2 separate regions of the Mus musculus genome follow, and region 1 is linked to region 2. A link is a contact called in public promoter capture Hi-C data. All regions are on one chromosome and are shown on one strand. The core of a region is the stretch at or near the end of the contact, and the rest is flanking DNA. Distances in the headings are between cores, read along the strand shown.

Region 1 (5,572 bases), core at 2,738-5,237, 2.0 Mb after region 2:
TAATTAGAAATGGTAGAATAGCCACTGTAGTATAATACCAACACTTTTATGAAATCTCAAGTTTTCAAAGCATTTCCAAATTCAAGCTGAGAAAAATGCATCAGAAAACAAAGGGGCATACAGGGATATACTTTTCTTTAAATAGGGCAACAAAAATCATGAGTGTAGGAAAAATCAGACCCAAAGAAATCCTAAGATACCTAGGAACCTTTAAACACATGTGTGAGCATGCAGCTTGTTTTATCTGAGTATGTCCCAGCAGTGCTTCAGAGCTCAGAGGCCAGGCTAGCTGGCCCACAAGCCTCCAAGGACGCCCTGACTCTACCTCCCATCTCCCCACAGGGGTGCTGGGGCACTGGGCATCCAGCTTAGGTGGGTTCTGGGGATCTGGACTCAGGTCCTCATACCAGCTTTGTTTGCTTGTTTGGTTGGTTTTTAGAGACATGGTCTCTACATAGCCTTTGCTGTCCTGGAACTCACTGTGTAGACCATGCTGGCCTCAAACTCAGAGATCCGCCTGCCTCTGCCTCTGGAGTGCTAAGATTAAAGGAGTGCCCGCACTGCCATCACAGCTATGCACAAGTGCTTATGACCTATCTGTCACTAAACTTTTAGGGCAACTGTCACAATTTCTAAATCTCCTATACAAAAAGATGCCCCAAGGGTTGTAAAGTTTACCTACTTGGACCTGGAATGGGGCAGAGCTAAACAACAGGTTTGCTTTGGAGAGGAGAAAACTGAGGTGTTTTACTCAGAGGCTTCAGACCCTATTCAGCTTTAAAAACCTGAACACTCTGCCATCATCGGCCTAGTCACTTACTCTCACCTGGAATTTGTATTCTAGCTCGTTGGGGTCCTCCTGCAAAACAGTGGGGCATCTGTGCAGAACGTCTGTGATGTGCTGTGCCGTGAACAAGCACTTCTCCCTGAGGACCTTCACAACTCGGTCAATGTCCCGCTGATGCATGGTGAAAACCTCAGGGCAAACGGACAGCACCCGCTTCAGTTTCCCTGTAGAGTGTTAAGCAAAGCATGTAACTTTGGCATGTTCCCGAACGCCAAGGGCTAAACAACATTTAGGGGCTGGTAGATGAGTCAGTGGGTAAAGGCACCTGCCAGCAAACCTGAAACTTGAGTTCAATCCCCAAGACCCACATTGTGGCAGCAGACAATCAACTCTAGAAGTTGTCTTGTGGCACCCACATGGGGGCACAGCAGGATCCTCTCCCTCCACAGGACTGCCCATTCAGAGATCTACTTTCCATGAAGCACCACGCAAAGGACTCTTCACAGACCCAACAACCCTCCCTATGTCCCTGCCTTTTTCTAGTCTTCTATCTGAAGGCGGCAACTTCATACTCTAGGTCTCCTCTTGCTTGCCTAGCATAGAAAGCTTCCCGGGGATTCACTGGGGAATGTTAGAGGAGAGTGGTTTCCTGCACAGTGGGGCTCAGGCTGCTGCTTCTCTCTGTATAATCTAGACATTGTATAGAGACTAACAATCTCTAGACTTGAGAGTCTGAGCTCAATGAAGAGGCCTTTAGGAACAATGGTAGGAACAAGAATATCCAGAACACACAATTATAAGTAGTCTGAGCGTGACCATGTGTTATATCCAACTGTATTATTGTTTGTTTTGTAGGGTCTCCTTGGAAGGCCTGGAACCTGCAGAGCTCCATCCTCCTGACTATAGAGTTCAATTAAAAGAATGCACTACCACACCCAGCCTCCCCGTGTTTTACTGAGTTACATTAGTAACTGTATTCAGACAAATGATATAAGCAGGGCTTCATAAGTGAAGCAAATGGTCTTCTGATGAATAGTTGTGCCGATTTAAAAACTGGAAACTTAAAAGCCACTTAAGACTGTCAAGTAACTTTCCTAACAGCCTAGCTTCCCTGTGAAGAGGCGTTTCCAAAGAGTAAGCTTTATTTTCTCCTCTCAGGCTGTGCTTCACACACTGACTGAGCTTGGGCTTAGATCATGTTACAAGAGACAACGTGTCAAGGGGAACACAGTTATCTTTTTGCTTATCTTCTAGAGGAGGCATGCCGAGACACCAAACACAGTGGGCTCTAAGCCTCCCCACTTTGGGGGTGAAATCTTACCAGGAACAGTCAGTAATGAAATAAAAGCAGTCAAATGGGTAGAGTTCACTGGAGAGCCCCACCTCCCTTCTCCAGAAGGGTGACAGCTGTTGGAAGGTGGAGGGCACTCTAACAGCCTTCCAGGAACCGGGCACCATCAGCTCTGAAAGCTGTGTGTGGGATGTTTTTGCGGAGGTCACACATTTGCATACACATACATCACTACCATAGAGCAACACTAACCCACCAAAACCAGACTCCATGTCCCCATTGATCTGGAGCTAGAGATCTCAATGAACACACAGGAGGCTCACTTTGGCCTTGGTTCTCTCTTCTTGGGCTCCTCTATCCCACATCCCCCTTACAACGGCATCTGCAGAGAGCCCACTGCACATCTTCTTGAAGACACTGACCTCTCCTCAGCAAACTTTCCTACCTCACTTCCTCTGAGTAAGGTGTGTTTAGCCCACAGCACACATGCATCCCAGGGTATTGATGAATGCAGCCTAGCTCATTTGTAGGTGACAATTCCATGCCTTACTATCAAAAGGCTGGACATCCCTGCTAGGGTAAGCTATTTTCTCCCTAACTGACTCCTCTCCCTCTATAAAGTCTGCTGCATCTTATACCTTCTCCAAGGCCAAGCTTCCGAAGGTAACTGGAACGCCTCTTCATCTGCATGCTAGACAGTTTCAGCAACTGGGGATTTTTCTTCAAGGCATTAAATACAGGCTCTGGGTTCAACCCCAAGAGTAGGAGTTCTGAAACTATACCCAGCAACTGTTGAGGATGGACACTTGGCTGTATACTAAACAAGCTGTGAATGTGGGCTTCAGCAAAACCCATGTCCTGGAGGGAACGGATGACCTTTTCAGGCTCCAAGGACTCAGGATCCACACAAGGCTTCTGTTCCTCATGAAGACACTGAACAAGTCGTGTCCTGTTTTCTGGTTCCTGCATGTACTTTTGGGGTGTAATGCTGGAAAACTCTTGAAAGCTTCCTCTACCGGGCACTGTAGTCAGTTTGCAAGACAAAGAAGGGCTCATCTGTTTCTGTTCTCTGAGATGAGGGGTCTGCCTAACCAAACAGGCCCAGGAGAGGGCCAGTAGACGATGCCACTCAGGAACCTGTAAGGCAGAGCAAAAACAGAATCAGTCCCACCTCAGAATAATGACCACCACAAGATTACTGAGCCAGTAACCTTGAACCTCAGCTTGACCCTTGGCCCACAAAAGCTAACAGTTTTTGTAAACAATCTGTAAAATCTTCTCTGGGTCTAAAAAGTCTCCAAAGAATAAAAGTAGCATGCAAACGACCGCACTTACTGAAGATATTGAAGCATAAGCAATATCTACATACTGAAGATACAGGGCACGAGCAATAGTATTTGGTTGAAAATTCTGAACCTCAGACTAGCCACCAGACAGGTACACTACCTAATTTCATTCCAACAAAGGATAGTTTTGTTTTGTTTTTCAAGGATCCCTTCCATTAAAAGAAGAATATTTGGGGGAAGGAATCTGTCGATTTGTACACAGTAGCCCCAGGTGTTGGGACTAGCACATAACAAATTAAGCACAGAGCATCCGGTGCCCGCCAGAATGGTCTCAAACACCCCGCTCTTGCCGCTGGTGGTGGTCCAGGCCTCCCTAGCCATTAGGCAGCACACAGCCGAAACTCCGGAGAAGCCAGAAGCTATTCTGAGGGCCACACTGTCTGTGCACACGCCACCCGGGAGCGCTACTGCCACAAGGTGCCCAGACCGGAACACCAAGAACCAGCGTCAGCGCCTCCTGAACGTCCCGCCAACAGCCGCTGTGAGCCCGGGACCTAGGGCAACCTCACCTGCCTTCCCAGCGAAGCCATGGAGACCAAGCGAAGAACAACTGTGAGACCGGAAGAGGCGGTCCTTCCTGGCTCACAACGTCCGGCCTCCGATCTGTGTCCGCCGAACTCCCGGGGTGTGGCGTTCTTTCGTTCCGCAGCCAAGCCCTTGATCCCAGATGCTCGTGCCCAGCACCTGCAGCTTGCAGGTGCAGCTCCCTTTAGTTGGGCATACTCGGTTGCATGGTCTCTGCCAGGAACAAGCAACACTACCTGGGTTTTAAAACTGCTCTTCAGAGTACAGGTGAAACCAAACTACCCCGAAGCGCACACCGTCGTTTTCTGTTGTGAAACTACTTTTACTGGGGCCGGGGGAGGAGGGGAGAATATGACAAAAAACAATCACCTGTGTTAAAGATAGTACAAGGCCAAATAAGATAACGCTGTGATTGTGGAATTAGGATCCTGCAGACCAAAACCAAATTATCATGGATTATTCTTAGCCTTTTTGAAATCCATTCATCGTCCACCTGTCTAACTTAACAGCTTTGTGACAATGAATACCTTTAAAATATATTCCTAGACCAACAATGGTTTTCACCAATCCAAAAGCCAATAGCATCACTAAATAATATCTAAAACTGAGTTAAGTGTTTTCCTAGTTTTGCCTTATCCTTCCTATCTGTGGTCCCCACCAATGTGTCTGGTAAATGCCTTGATTTATGGCTTTATTCTCTAGCTAGTAATATCTCACCTAACTTCATCCATGGTGGAGAATCTTTTGGAAAAACCAAATTTGTGTTCCTGGGCTCATCTTTGAGGTAAGTAGGTTTGTTTGTTTGTTTGTTTGTTTGTTTTTTAACTTTATCTGCATTTATTTTATGCTGAATTTATTCACGTGCCATGAGTTTTTGTTTCTTGTTTCTTCTGGGATATCCTTTTCTTCTGTGCAACCTCCTCTTCTGGCTTTAGAATGATCTGTTCCCTCTCAGTGAGGATCATCTCAATGTGGCAGGGGGAGCTCATGTATGGGTTAATCCGGCCATGAGCTCTGTAGGTTCGTCGGCGCATCTTAGGTGCCTTGTTCACCTGGATGTGTTCAATGACAAGAGAATCTAAATCTAAGCCCTTAAGTTCAGCGTTACTCTCTGCATTTTTAAGCATGTGCAGCAAAAATTCAGCACTCTTTTTTGACCACCGACCAGCCGCATTGTTTGGCCTGGGCGCACCTACTGACTCCACCATTATAACACCGGAATGGCACACATTGCTTCTTTAAAGTGATGTCCTTCAGATACTTGGTGGCTTTGCAGATATGCATACCCTTGATGGCCTGGGCAGATTCCCGGGTGTTCTTAAAGTGAACACGAAGGTTTGAACCTCTTGATTTGCATGATTTTGGGGGGTTTTTCTGGGTCAAGAGAGTAGCGAAACATCTTGGCAGATGACCTCTGGCTGCTTACAGGAAGAGAGGAGGTAAGTAGTTTGTGATGGACACTGTAATACAGCAATAAGTTCTCAGGACAGCCCAAACTCTCCCTGAAATGGTTATGTACAGATCTAGACCCAGATAAAAGTATTTGGTAAGTTCTGTTGTTTACAGACTTGTGTTTAGTCAGCAAGATGGCTCAGGAATTCAGACACTGACCACACCAGCTTG
Region 2 (5,404 bases), core at 1,535-4,034:
CAACAGCTGGCAAAGTTCAGTGTATGGGACACCTGCATCCGGGAGGAGTTTGGAGCTCGACGATTGGCTACTACACGCAAGCCACATGATGAAAGCTATGATGTGTGTCATTATAGTGTCTGGTGTAACATCAGGAATTGCAAGAATGTGTCAAACTGTCCCAGGGAGCTGTTACAGGTGTGTTACATTGCTGTTGTGTGATAACAAAGTCAATGTTAAGGACAGGAAGTGAAGGCCCAGGATGGTCCACATCATCTAAGATAAAGACGAGAATCTGAGAAAGGGGAAGCAGGAGCCCGAGTCTAATTTCATAGAGGACTGCCTGGGATGCAGTCAGCTCAGCACCACTTAACCATCATTCAGCTAAGTAGGTGTTCAGTTCTTCATGCTGACGAAGATTGGGTGGGTTTCAGAGTGAATGTGACACTTTAAAACACACGTTCAGGCTCGCCCTCTCCTCTGCGTCCTCGGCCACTGCGAAAGAAGGGAACATGCCAAAGAAAAAGACCGGTGTGAGGAAGAAGGCAGAGAACCGCCGAGAACTCGAGAAACAACTGCGAGCATCAAGAAGTACTGTCGACCTAGCCAAACACCCATGCAATGCTTCAATGGAATGCGACAAATGTCAGAGGCGGCAGAAGAATAGAGCATTTTGCTATTGTTGTAATTCTGTTCAGAAGTTACCAATTTGTGCACAGTGTGGGAAAACAAAGTGTATGATGAAGTCTTCAGACTGTGTTATCAAGCATGCTGGTGTGTACAGTACTGGCCTTGTTATGGTGGGTGCAATATGTGACTTCTGCGAAGCTTGGGTTTGCCATGGGAGGAAGTGTCTTAGCACCCATGCCTGTGCCTGAATGTGAGCAAGGGGTATGGGACCATGGAGGAAGAATATTCAGCTGTTCGTTTTGCCATAATTTTCTCTGTGAAGATGACCAGTTTGAGCATCAAGCCAGCTGCCAAGTTTTAGAAGCAGAAACATTTAAATGTGTTTCCTGCAGTCAACTTGGCCAGCATTCATGTCTCCGCTGTAAGGCTTGTTTCTGTGATGAACATACAAGGAGCAAAGTGTTTAAGCAAGAAAAAGGAAAACAACCTCCTTGCCCTAAATGTGGGCATGAAACACAGGAGACAAAGGATCTTAACATGTCAACACGCTCCTTGAAATTTGGCAGGCAGACTGGAGGAGAAGAAGGGTATGATGCGTCGGACAAGTATGGAGATACTGGATACCATGATGAGGAGGAGGAGGATGAAGCAGAGGATGAAGAGGAAGAAGATGGGAAGGACTCAAATGCTGAGTCATCAGATCTGTTCAGTAACTTGAATTTAGGAAGGACCTATGCCAGTGGCTACGCTCACTACGAGGAGCAGGAGAGCTAGGAGCTGCCCCTTGTTGGCACTTGTGGGAAGAGCAGGCTGAATCTGAGGATGCTCAGACGGACCCTCCCTTGCCTTGTCCAAAAGGCCAGTCACACTGGGCTCGGGAGGTTCTAGCAGTTTATAGGGATGCTATGTGAACTTGCAGTGTATGTAAAGTGAGTTAGATGTATGACAGATGGAGCATCATGGATTGGGTTATTACTGAGTTCAATAATCGGGTGGGTTTTGCCAGCTAGAAACATAATAAAATACACGATAAAGGAATAGAAAGCAAATATATTTATTTGAAATTAAATTACCGTCTTTATTAAAGGCACTGCTTATAAATTCATGTCTCTGATTTTACAAAGTGTAATGGGTAAAATTACCATATTCTTTTTCTTATTTCAATCCATACAATGAGAGTCATGTTCAGTTTTTCACTGACTTCATGCTGGGTAATGTTCACTCTGCATTAGCGGTTGCCATGTTCACCGTTTTCTTACAATGTCTATCCAGTGCTTGTTACTGTCTCACTGACAGACAGAAGTCTAGCTGTTTTCATCCACATAATGGCAGGCAGGACTAGTGTTGCTGATGCTTCACCCAGAGAATCTCATTTTACAATAAAGTTAGCATTATACTTGAAAAATAAAAAATAAAACACACGTTCAGAACTCACTTTGTAGACCAGGCTGGCCTCGAACTCACAGAGATTGGCCAGCTTATGCCTCTGGAGGGCTGGGATGAAAGGCCAGTACTACTACTGTCCTGCTTCACGCCTTTCAATTGTTTAAAAAAAGATTTTTATGTGTATGAGTCTGTTTATGCGTCTGTCTGCACTTACATACGAGCACCATGTGCATGCCTAGTGACTATAACCTTCCATAATTTTAACAGCCCTGCTTAGCTCACCTCTGATCTAGATCGCCTCAAAAGTATCAACACATAACTTCCTAATTTCAGGCAATTAAATCATTCGCGAAGGCGGATGTGGGGTATCCTATGTCCAGCGAGCACTAGCCGCCAACCCTTCCAGGCGCTCAGTCTTGGCTGCTGCGGTGCCTCTCATTGCACCGCGCATCCTAACACTTTTACTTCCATGAACTTTGCGGCGACCGGTGAAGTCACTGGTCCTTCTGTCACTAGTGACAGCCCAGGGAGGTGGGCTCCCAGAGCACGGTGCCAGTAGCTGGAGCACCCAGATGACTCGCCATGAGCGGCGCGCGCTTTGCCGATGACCGGTTAGATAGGACCGGCAGCGCGGTGGCCCTACTAAGGTAGTCTCCAGCTCCGTCCCACTGCCACCTGACCCCACATGACCAATCAACCAGTCAGGGGCGGAGGCAGGGCCCGTGCGGCTCACAGATTGGCCAAAGCGCGAAGCGCAGCCAATGCGGATACTCCGGGACCCGAGGCTCCGCCCATTCAGAGACTTCGGGGCGCTCAGGCTTGGGGTGACCTGCCGGCGATCAGGGGGATGGACGCGGCGCGAAATGGCGCGCTGGGCAGTGTGGAGAGCCTACCCGACAGGTGCGCTCCCTTCAAGGAGCCCGCAGGGCCTAGGGACACCTGGGGGACCTCAGTGAGTGTATGGTGAGGCGGGAGGAAGGGACACGCAGAAGCGTCCGGCCACAGGAACCGGGAGAGAACAGGCTACCGCCCAAGCTGAGGGCAGAAGGGGGCCCACGGGTGACAACTGTGCCGAGTGTGGCCACATCATCCTCCCGCGTTTCGGGCTTCTTCCCAGGGAATGGGCTCTTCCTGGAGGTTGGAACTGGCAGCCGAATCGCGATTATCTGCGTTTTACAAGAATCGCCGCTGCTTAGAGTCTAGGATGGCGTGGCTGTGGGACGGGGGGGAACGGGGGGGGGGGACGGGACTTTGGGGCCCATTTGACCACCCGAAGGTTTAAAGTGGGCTTTGGGGCGGGAACCCTAGGAGCACCAGGACAGTGGGGGAGACCTGCCTTCTCTTGCTGTCCACTGGGCTGTGGGACCTCCTCCCCTGGCGCGCAAGGAACCGGAGGTCCTGGCTCAGCCTTCTCCCACCCAGGAATGTGTTATACCAGAAGCCCCCTCTCCATCCCCATCTCATTTTTTTCTTCTTTCTCTTTTCTCTTTTACCCCCGGTCCCTCCTCCACCTCAGCCCCATAAGGCCTCGATATGTAGTCCAGGCTACTCCTGCCTTCTCCGATATGGTGGAACTTGCCTATAATCCCAACACTGAGGACAGGAGGATTGTGATTTGGAGGCCAGCTTGGATCACACAGTGAGAACCTGTCTCATAAAGGCCTAAGCCTGGTGGCTTGAGCCTATACCAGACGTTTATTAAGCAGTTTCACTTTCTCTAGGAAGCCCGCTAATAACAGAGTCAATCGCTGATAAAATGCAAACCATAAACCAGTTCGGCCAAGCTATAGATGGGAAAACCAGTCACTTGGCAGGCCTATGGGTGTGCAGCACTTTGGGGGCTCTTTATTTCTAGGAAGGAACAGACTTGGGACACAGGCAAAGCCTGCGGCAATGGGAATTCCAGCCCCAGGGTGGTCAGGTAGGTCCACATTACAAAGCCCAGCCTTGCAAGATCAGGTGACTGCGTGGCACTTAAAGCAAAGATAGGAGATGAAAGCTTCTTCCTGCCTGTTCTGCCGTGCTCCCCTGGACATAGTTGGGCAGTGTGTGCTGGCTCACCACTGCATCGGCTTGAACACTGGTTTGATGTAAAACCAAGTGAAATAATGACTGTTTTCAGGCCCGATTGCCTACCATAGAGATTTCCGAAGGTCTGGGACCCTGGTGAGAACACAAGCAGATAACTCTCCTTAGGGAGGGTCTCTGGGGCTTTGAACTCTGTGTCCTGTGGATGAAGTTCCTACATAGGAAGACAAAGCCTGCTTGTTCCTGGAGCTGCTCATCACTTGCTCCCTAGAGAGGACACTAAGCATGTGACTCTTGGGTCAGATGATGAATGGGTCCACAGCGGAAGACAGGGAGGGAGGGAGGGAAGGAAGAGGGCCAGGCTGCGTGCGGCCTACAGTTTCCAATCGAACCCTGGAGCCTCATCCAAACAGATCTGCTGAAGCACAGACTTTAAAAAGTTTAGGTAGAGTGGGGGTGGGGCAAGAAAAACTGAAAATGCAAGTTGCCCCAGGGAGAGACCTGCCCAGTAAAAGCCAGGGAGGGGACAGCCATAGCCCTGGGAAGCCTCCAGCAAAGATGAGTACAAAGCTCCTTCCTAGAGGCAGTTCCTGGAGGACTGGAAGGGGCAGATGGCTCCAAGTTGTTGGGAAATTACCCAGGGGAATGTGGGACTCCCCAGCCATTGGCAGATCCTTCCTCCCTCCCTTCCTGGAGTTGGGCCGCATCTCTGGCCTCCAGCCATCAGTCAGCCTCATGCTAGGGGAGATTATGGCCATCTTGTATGGGGCAGCTACTGGGTGACTGGAAACCATGGTGTCTCCCATCAGGAGGGAGAACATGGAGAGCTGAGGTCTAATAGCCTACCTGGGCCTTCACTCTAGATGCAGAAGACCCTCACTGTGGTCCCCCAAAAGAGTATTGCTGCTATACTCTGCCTCCCCAAACTTTACAGGCTATTCTCTCTTCCAGGAAGGTCTATATGGACTATAATGCCACCACACCTCTAGAGCCCGAAGTCATCCAGGCTGTGACAGAGGCCATGAAGGAAGCCTGGGGAAACCCCAGCAGCTCCTATGTGTCAGGTAATCTAGAAGAATCCATGACAATAAAGGGAACCAGAAGCCTCTTAGAGAAAGTGTATACTAACCTGACTTGGTGGCATGTGCCTTTAATCCCAGCACTCAGAGGCAGACTGCTCTCAGAGTTCAAAGCCAGCCTGGTCTACAAAGTGAGTTCCTGGACAGCCAGGGCTACCTAAACTGAGAATCCGTGTCTCAAATAAAAAACAAACAAAAATGGGTGGGGGTATATAAAGTGTATGCTTACATGAGATGGTTTTGTTTGGGAATGGGGTGGACTTTCATTTTTCTTTCAACTTTAAAGTTAGTACAATGCCTAT

What was found. Promoter capture Hi-C pulls out the DNA fragments that hold promoters and counts their contacts.
Region 1: a contact with region 2 is called in a promoter capture Hi-C map of liver, with 3 times the contacts expected there. The contact joins the promoter of Mterf4 here to the promoter of Scly in region 2. A contact is called at or near these places in 2 of 39 promoter capture datasets (liver and pre-B cells) and 1 of 9 other capture datasets (macrophages).

Annotation. Positions count from the first base shown.
Region 1 is chr1:93,301,892-93,307,463 of GRCm38.p6, forward strand. It overlaps Mterf4 (mitochondrial transcription termination factor 4), which reads right to left and starts at 3,988. Exons shown (of 4, transcript NM_178051.4): 1 at 3,934-3,988; 2 at 2,717-3,215; 3 at 827-1,011. The coding sequence starts at 3,954. It overlaps Gm28535 (predicted gene 28535), which reads left to right and starts at 4,073. Exons shown (of 3, transcript NR_151531.1): 1 at 4,073-4,216; 2 at 4,652-4,733. It also overlaps the pseudogene Gm7867.
Region 2 is chr1:91,295,554-91,300,957 of GRCm38.p6, forward strand. It overlaps Scly (selenocysteine lyase), which reads left to right and starts at 2,785. Exons shown (of 12, transcript NM_016717.3): 1 at 2,785-2,895; 2 at 4,975-5,087. The coding sequence starts at 2,843. It also overlaps the pseudogene Gm7785.